2 separate regions of the Pan troglodytes genome follow, and region 1 is linked to region 2. A link is a contact called in public Hi-C data. All regions are on one chromosome and are shown on one strand. The core of a region is the stretch at or near the end of the contact, and the rest is flanking DNA. Distances in the headings are between cores, read along the strand shown. Region 1 holds the start of TTC6 (tetratricopeptide repeat domain 6). Region 2 holds the start of PAX9 (paired box 9).

What was found. Hi-C and Micro-C count contacts between places; a contact is called where the count stands out from the background.
Region 1: a contact with region 2 is called in a Hi-C map of induced pluripotent stem cells, with 5 times the contacts expected there. The contact joins the promoter of TTC6 here to the promoter of PAX9 in region 2. A contact is called at or near these places in 3 of 7 Hi-C or Micro-C datasets (induced pluripotent stem cells and stem cell-derived neural progenitor cells).

The regions. Positions count from the first base shown.
Region 1 is chr15:35,825,310-35,828,282 of NHGRI_mPanTro3-v2.0_pri, reverse strand. It overlaps TTC6 (tetratricopeptide repeat domain 6), which reads right to left and starts at 1,362. Exons shown (of 33, transcript XM_054665996.2): 1 at 982-1,362. FOXA1 (forkhead box A1) reads left to right here and starts at 1,715. Exons shown (of 2, transcript XM_001144389.8): 1 at 1,715-2,102. The coding sequence starts at 2,031.
Region 2 is chr15:34,891,130-34,893,829 of NHGRI_mPanTro3-v2.0_pri, reverse strand. PAX9 (paired box 9) reads right to left here and starts at 1,443. Exons shown (of 5, transcript XM_063792837.1): 1 at 1,190-1,443; 2 at 1-395. The coding sequence starts at 1,193.

The sequences.
Region 1 (2,973 bases), core at 113-2,612, 930 kb before region 2:
TTTTTATTTCCTTAACTGCACATCTTCACCCTCTCTGCTCCCCTGCTGACTTAAGAGATTTGTTTGGTTCAGGGATTTAAAGTGATTCTCTTGCCAGATTTCAAGTAAAAGAGATTTAAAAGAACAAAGCACAGGGAAAAAGGTATCTGTTTGGAAGACAAGTTAAAACACATTTCTTAAAATGAGATTAATAACATTTTAAAAACTTTGCAAAACAAGAAGATTTTGCGGATTCTTAATTACTTTAGATTTTATTTTATTGTTACTTAAGGAAACCTAATGGTTCTACAGGCAGTACAACAAACACACGGTCACAGACACTCAGAAACACACACACTCAGTCACACATGCTCAGAAATATACAAACGGTCACACACTCAGAAACACACGCACCATCTCCCAATCTATCACCAACTAATTGCCTATCACCCGGTCACTTCAGCTGTTCTCTCTCCCAGGACAAGTGGGCAACCACCACCCAGGGCCTCATGAGAGTAAAGAGACTTTGCGTTGGGAAGACTCTCCCACCGACGTCCAGGACCGATTAGGAACCAAGCGAGCCCCTGAGATCTCAGCCCGGACCCTCCGGGTCACAGACAGGACCAAGCGCCGCTGCGGGCAGTCTCGGGCTTCTGCCTGGCATCTCTTTCGCAGTGCAGATGCGTTCCCGCGCCCAGGCCTTTGCTCTCCCAGCTAACGCGCGTGTTATGGGAGATGTCCCCTCCCCCTGACCTTTTCCTATCAGAAACCAGACGGTCGTCTCCAGCTCACTCCCTGAAGCGGCTGAAGGGGGGCGGGAGGAGGAGCCCGGCAGAGGGAGGACGGCCCGACTTGGGTCCGCCTGCCCTATCACACAGACATCTGCTCTCAGTTTCTTCCTCTTTGTGGTCGCTACAGATGACAAGGGGAGAGGAGCGGACCGAGGCGGAACAAAAAAAAAAAAGTTATGTCATAAAGATATAAACCGGTGCTGTGACTCACCTGCTCTTAGCCGCAGGTACGAGTTTCGTGGCAGCGCCTCCGCTCTGCTAGCCCGGGGCCCGGGTCGGCCTAACGTCACTTGGCTCGGCTGACTCAGATGACCCGGTTTCTAGTGACGAAGCAAAAGTGGGGCTTTTTCCCTTTTCTAGTCTGAAGCTCTCAGGAGGAAAGAAAAAAAAAAAGGCTGTATTCTCCAGTCTCCCGGGGTTGAACTTTGGGTCAGGAATCAGGAGGGAGGAAGCAAAGAGCAGGAGGGGCGCGAGACTGGGCCGCAGCCCGCGCTCGGAAGGTGGCGTGTACCTCTGGGGAGGGACCCCGGAGTCAGTTATCCCACAAGGTCTCTAAGCCCAGTCTCCGACGCCACCGCCCCCGGCCTTCTCCGGCTGCGAGGTTCCGATCCAGAGCCCTAGCCCGCCCGCCCGCCTGGCCCCGCCTATTTTTTCTTTTTCCAAAGGGGGTTACACCCCCTCCCACCCCATTTCCCTCTTTCCCTAGCCTCCGGGCCTAAACCAATTACACTGCTTTGCAAACAAAGTGAGGGCCCCGCTTGGGGGAGGGGTCGCGGGGGAGGGGTCGCGCGCAGCGGTGGCGCGGCGGGGCGGGAGGCGCGGCGGCCGGACTGGCGGGCGGCCGCCTTGCAGGTGCACCTCGGGCTTTGTAGGTGCGAGCGTCTTTGTGCGGCGGACAAATGGGGAGAGGACGAGGAGGTGGGCACTCAAGCGACGTAAGATCCACATCAGCTCAACTGCACTCGCCTCGCAGAGGCAGCCCGCTCACTTCCCGCGGAGGCGCTCCCCGGCGCCGCGCTCCGCGGCAGCCGCCTGCCCCCGGCGCTGCCCCCGCCCGCCGCGCCGCCGCCGTCGCCGCCGCCGCCGCCGCGCACGCCGCGCCCCGCAGCTCTGGGCTTCCTCTTCGCCCGGGTGGCGTTGGGCCCGCGCGGGCGCTCGGGTGACTGCAGCTGCTCAGCTCCCCTCCCCCGCCCCGCGCCGCGCGGCCGCCCGTCGCTTCGCACAGGGCTGGATGGTTGTATTGGGCAGGGTGGCTCCAGGATGTTAGGAACTGTGAAGATGGAAGGGCATGAAACCAGCGACTGGAACAGCTACTACGCAGACACGCAGGAGGTGAGAGGCGAGGCGAGGCGGGCGGCCGGTGGGGCGCCGCTGGAGCCCGTGCCGGGGGAGGCCGGGGAGCGGTGGGCGCCAGGCAAGGCAGGCAGGCGGGCCGGGGGCGCCTTCTCGGTGCCACCGCTGCCCGCCCGCCGGTGTGGCCCCGGCCGGGCCTTGGCCGGGCCTGGAAGCGGGACCTGCTGCCCTGCTCTGTCCCGACTCTCGCAGCCGGAGAGGGAGTTTTAGGAAACTCCGGGCTTTGAAAACAGCGGCTCTAGGAAGCGCTTGCCTCTTCCCAGCAGCGAGCGGGAGCAGGAGCCGGGCCCGGGGTGCAGCGGGCGGGCGAGCGCCGGTGCGAGTTGGAAGCAACTCTGAGAAAGCCGGAGCATACCCACAAGGCGACCTCTTCGTCCCACCGTTTAATTCGCAGACGTCTTCTGATTAAAGCGCTCTGCCGCCAAGTTGGGTGTCTCAATAATGAAACGATTTCTAAATTTTGTAAAACTTGTTCTTCAAAAGCCCTATTTGGGGAGAAGTGTGCTCCTTCTCTAAAACCGCTGGGTGGCGCTAGTGCGACCAAAATATTCTTCACAACTCTGGGCCGAGAACCTGTTTCTCTTCATTGTCCCCTTGGTGGCACGTTCATGGGGGTTATTTTTACAATGTGCACAAAAGGATTACAGGGAAAACCAGTTACAGGGAGGACTACCACCTATTAAAAGTATTTTTCTGGAAACAGCTGGCGATTACCCTCCAAAAGTTTAATTACCATTATTGAAAACGCGTATTGGAACTGCCTTGGATAATCTTGGGAAGAGGGAAAGAAAATAAAGCCCCAAGGTAAAAAATACTTTTAAGACGTGGACAGAAAAATATAGGATCACGT
Region 2 (2,700 bases), core at 194-2,693:
GTTGCCGATCTTGTTGCGCAGAATGCGGCTGATGGAGCTCACGGAGGGCACATTGTACTTGTCGCACACGCCGTCCGCCAGCAGGCGGTCCCGGATCTCCCAGGCGAAGATGCCGGGGTCTCTCTGCTTGTAGGTCCGGATGTGTTTCACCACGGTGGGGGTAGTGACCCGGGGCTTGCTGCCCCCGATGGCTCCTGGCAAGATCGAGCCCGTCTCGTTGTATCGCGCCAGGATCTTGCTGACGCAGCCGTGCGAGACCCGTAGCTGGCGGCTGATGTCACACGGTCGGATGCCCAGTTGGGCCAGTTCCACGATGCGAAGCCGGATGGCGTTGGGCAGCGGCCTCCCGTTCACGAACACTCCTCCCAGCTGGTTCACCTCCCCGAAGGCTGGCTCTGCAAAATGAACACACAGCGCGCAGGGACGCGCACCCGCTGCTTGGGACAGCCGCCTGCCACTGGGCCTCCCTACGCATCCGGGGACTGGGCGAACGCACCCGTCCCGTACTAACGACTGGGGCTGTTCCCAAACCATATGGTCCCTGAACATAGCCGAACGGCCCCAAACCGTCACGGTCCAATCGGACCCCCTCCCTCATTCCTGCCGTGCCGGAGGCCCCTACGGCCAAGTAAAGTGGTGAGATGCCGGGCCTCTCCCAGCGTTCAAAAGTCTCCCGAAGCAGGGGGAGAAATCGGTCTTGACGCCTGAACGCGCTCCTTCTCGCCTGCTCCTCACTAAAGTCCTTGAGCCGCTCCCTCTCTCCACCCATCCCATCCCCAGCGTTCCTTCTGGAGACCCGGCCAGTTAAACAAAGTCTAGGGGAAGCTAGAGGGTGTTTTATTTGTTGTTGTTTGTTTTCTTTTCTTTTCCTGTTTTGTTTGCATGTGTGCGCGCGTGTGAAACAAAACTTGGTTTGCTACTCGGGCTGAGGGGCTCGCTGATGCCACAGCTCCCTTCTCTTAAAATCAGAAAATGGCATCAACAGCCACCCAGTAGCCAGCGTTCACATTGAACTGCTGTGCGCCGCTGACCCTTAGCGTGTTTCTACAACTTGTAGGAACACGAGCAAAGTCAATAGAGAATGTGAGCGCCTAGTGGCGCGCGCCCTCGCGCTCCCTCCCTCCCTCCCTTGCCCGCTCGCTCCCTCCCTCCCTTCCCGGCTCTGACAGAGTCTCCCGCCGCCACTCACCCATTGCTCCGAGCAGTACACCAACCCGGCCCCAGTTCCGCACTCCAAGACAGAAACTTTCCGCACCGCCTCAGTGGCCCGGCCTGTTGCTATCCCGGCCGACCGCCGGCCCCTCCGCTTCTTCCCAGGAGGAGGAGGCGAGAGGGCAAAAGGAAGAAGTAAAAGGAAGTCTGTGCCCCGATGAAAGAGGCTTGAGTTCTGCATTTCAATCTAAGCAGCAACGTGGGCTGGGCTGAGCAGGGCAGGGCGGCTCCGTCTATCACTCACTGGGGACACGCCCTAAAAGGGGCGGGTCCGAGGGCAAGCTGCATGGTGATTGGTGCGGGTCGGTGAGCGACAGCGCAGTCCAGGAAACTCCTTCCGCTGTCTCTTTCAGGCTAGCTCCCCACCTGGGTGACTAAATACAATGAAAATGGGTGTTTGACATCTTCCCAGAAGCGGCACAAAAAGACAGCAAAATCAGGCTGGTAAAATGCTGAATAAACAAATGAAAGCGTTTGGTCTGCATATGAATGACTCGAAGGGGGAAGGGGCCCGAGGAGACCTCCTCCGGGGAACGATGGACATCTCAGAATTGAAGTTAAGGCTATAGGTGGGAGGCGGGCGCCACCGTGCACAGGGGTGAGGGAGTTGTCTTAGCAAAATCTGTCATGCGGGCCTCTGGGGACTGTCAGGAGAGGATCTGTGTCACCTGCCGATTCTACCTCACTTCAGTCCATGCCAGGTGGCGAGAGCGCAGGTGTGAGAAGATAGGCCGGCCAAAGAAACCAGGAGGTTGCGGGGAGCCCGAGCCACAGGTGGGGGCCACTGTTAAGGCCAGGGAGGTTCCTCCTACCGCCAGCTTCCTGCGGCGACCCCCCAGTCCAGGTGGACCGGCCAACCACTAGCCACACAGGCTCGAGGCACGGGCCACGCCGTGTGCGGGGAACTGAACCACAGGCGGCTAACGCTAGCGCACAGCCCCAAGTCGACCAATTGCCAGTGCGTGGGGCACTCACTACGGAGCCCAAGGCTCTGCCACATTCAGCCACTGTCCTGGGCCCCTGGCCCTCGGTGGCAGCGTTTGTGAGGGTTCTCCAAACCAGCGAGCCCTCTCGAAAGAGTTTTGTTTAAATATGAAAGAGACTTAGTCCCAAGACAGTGGACACCGACGCTGCACATGGATGTAATTCCCTCGTCTTCCGTTAAGCTGCCAGAGGCCCTGTGGTTCTGCCTACTTCTGAATTTTCACTTTTATTCACTGTAAGTCTAATCTAAAGTGTACCGTATGCTTTTTTGCAGCCAAAGTTATTAATATTTGCAGTTAGGGTTGTGGAGAATGTGAATCAAAATAATAGACAAGAGAAATATTTTCGTGAATTTGGGAGTTTGTACTGCTTGGGGTCGTGAACTCTGTTACTGCTACTTGACAATCCAGAAGGCTCCTTGTGCACACAGGATTCAGGCTGCTTCCCCAACAGTCCCCAGGGATGTGTGTGGCTGCGGTCTACACCCAGAGAAGCTGACTGGTC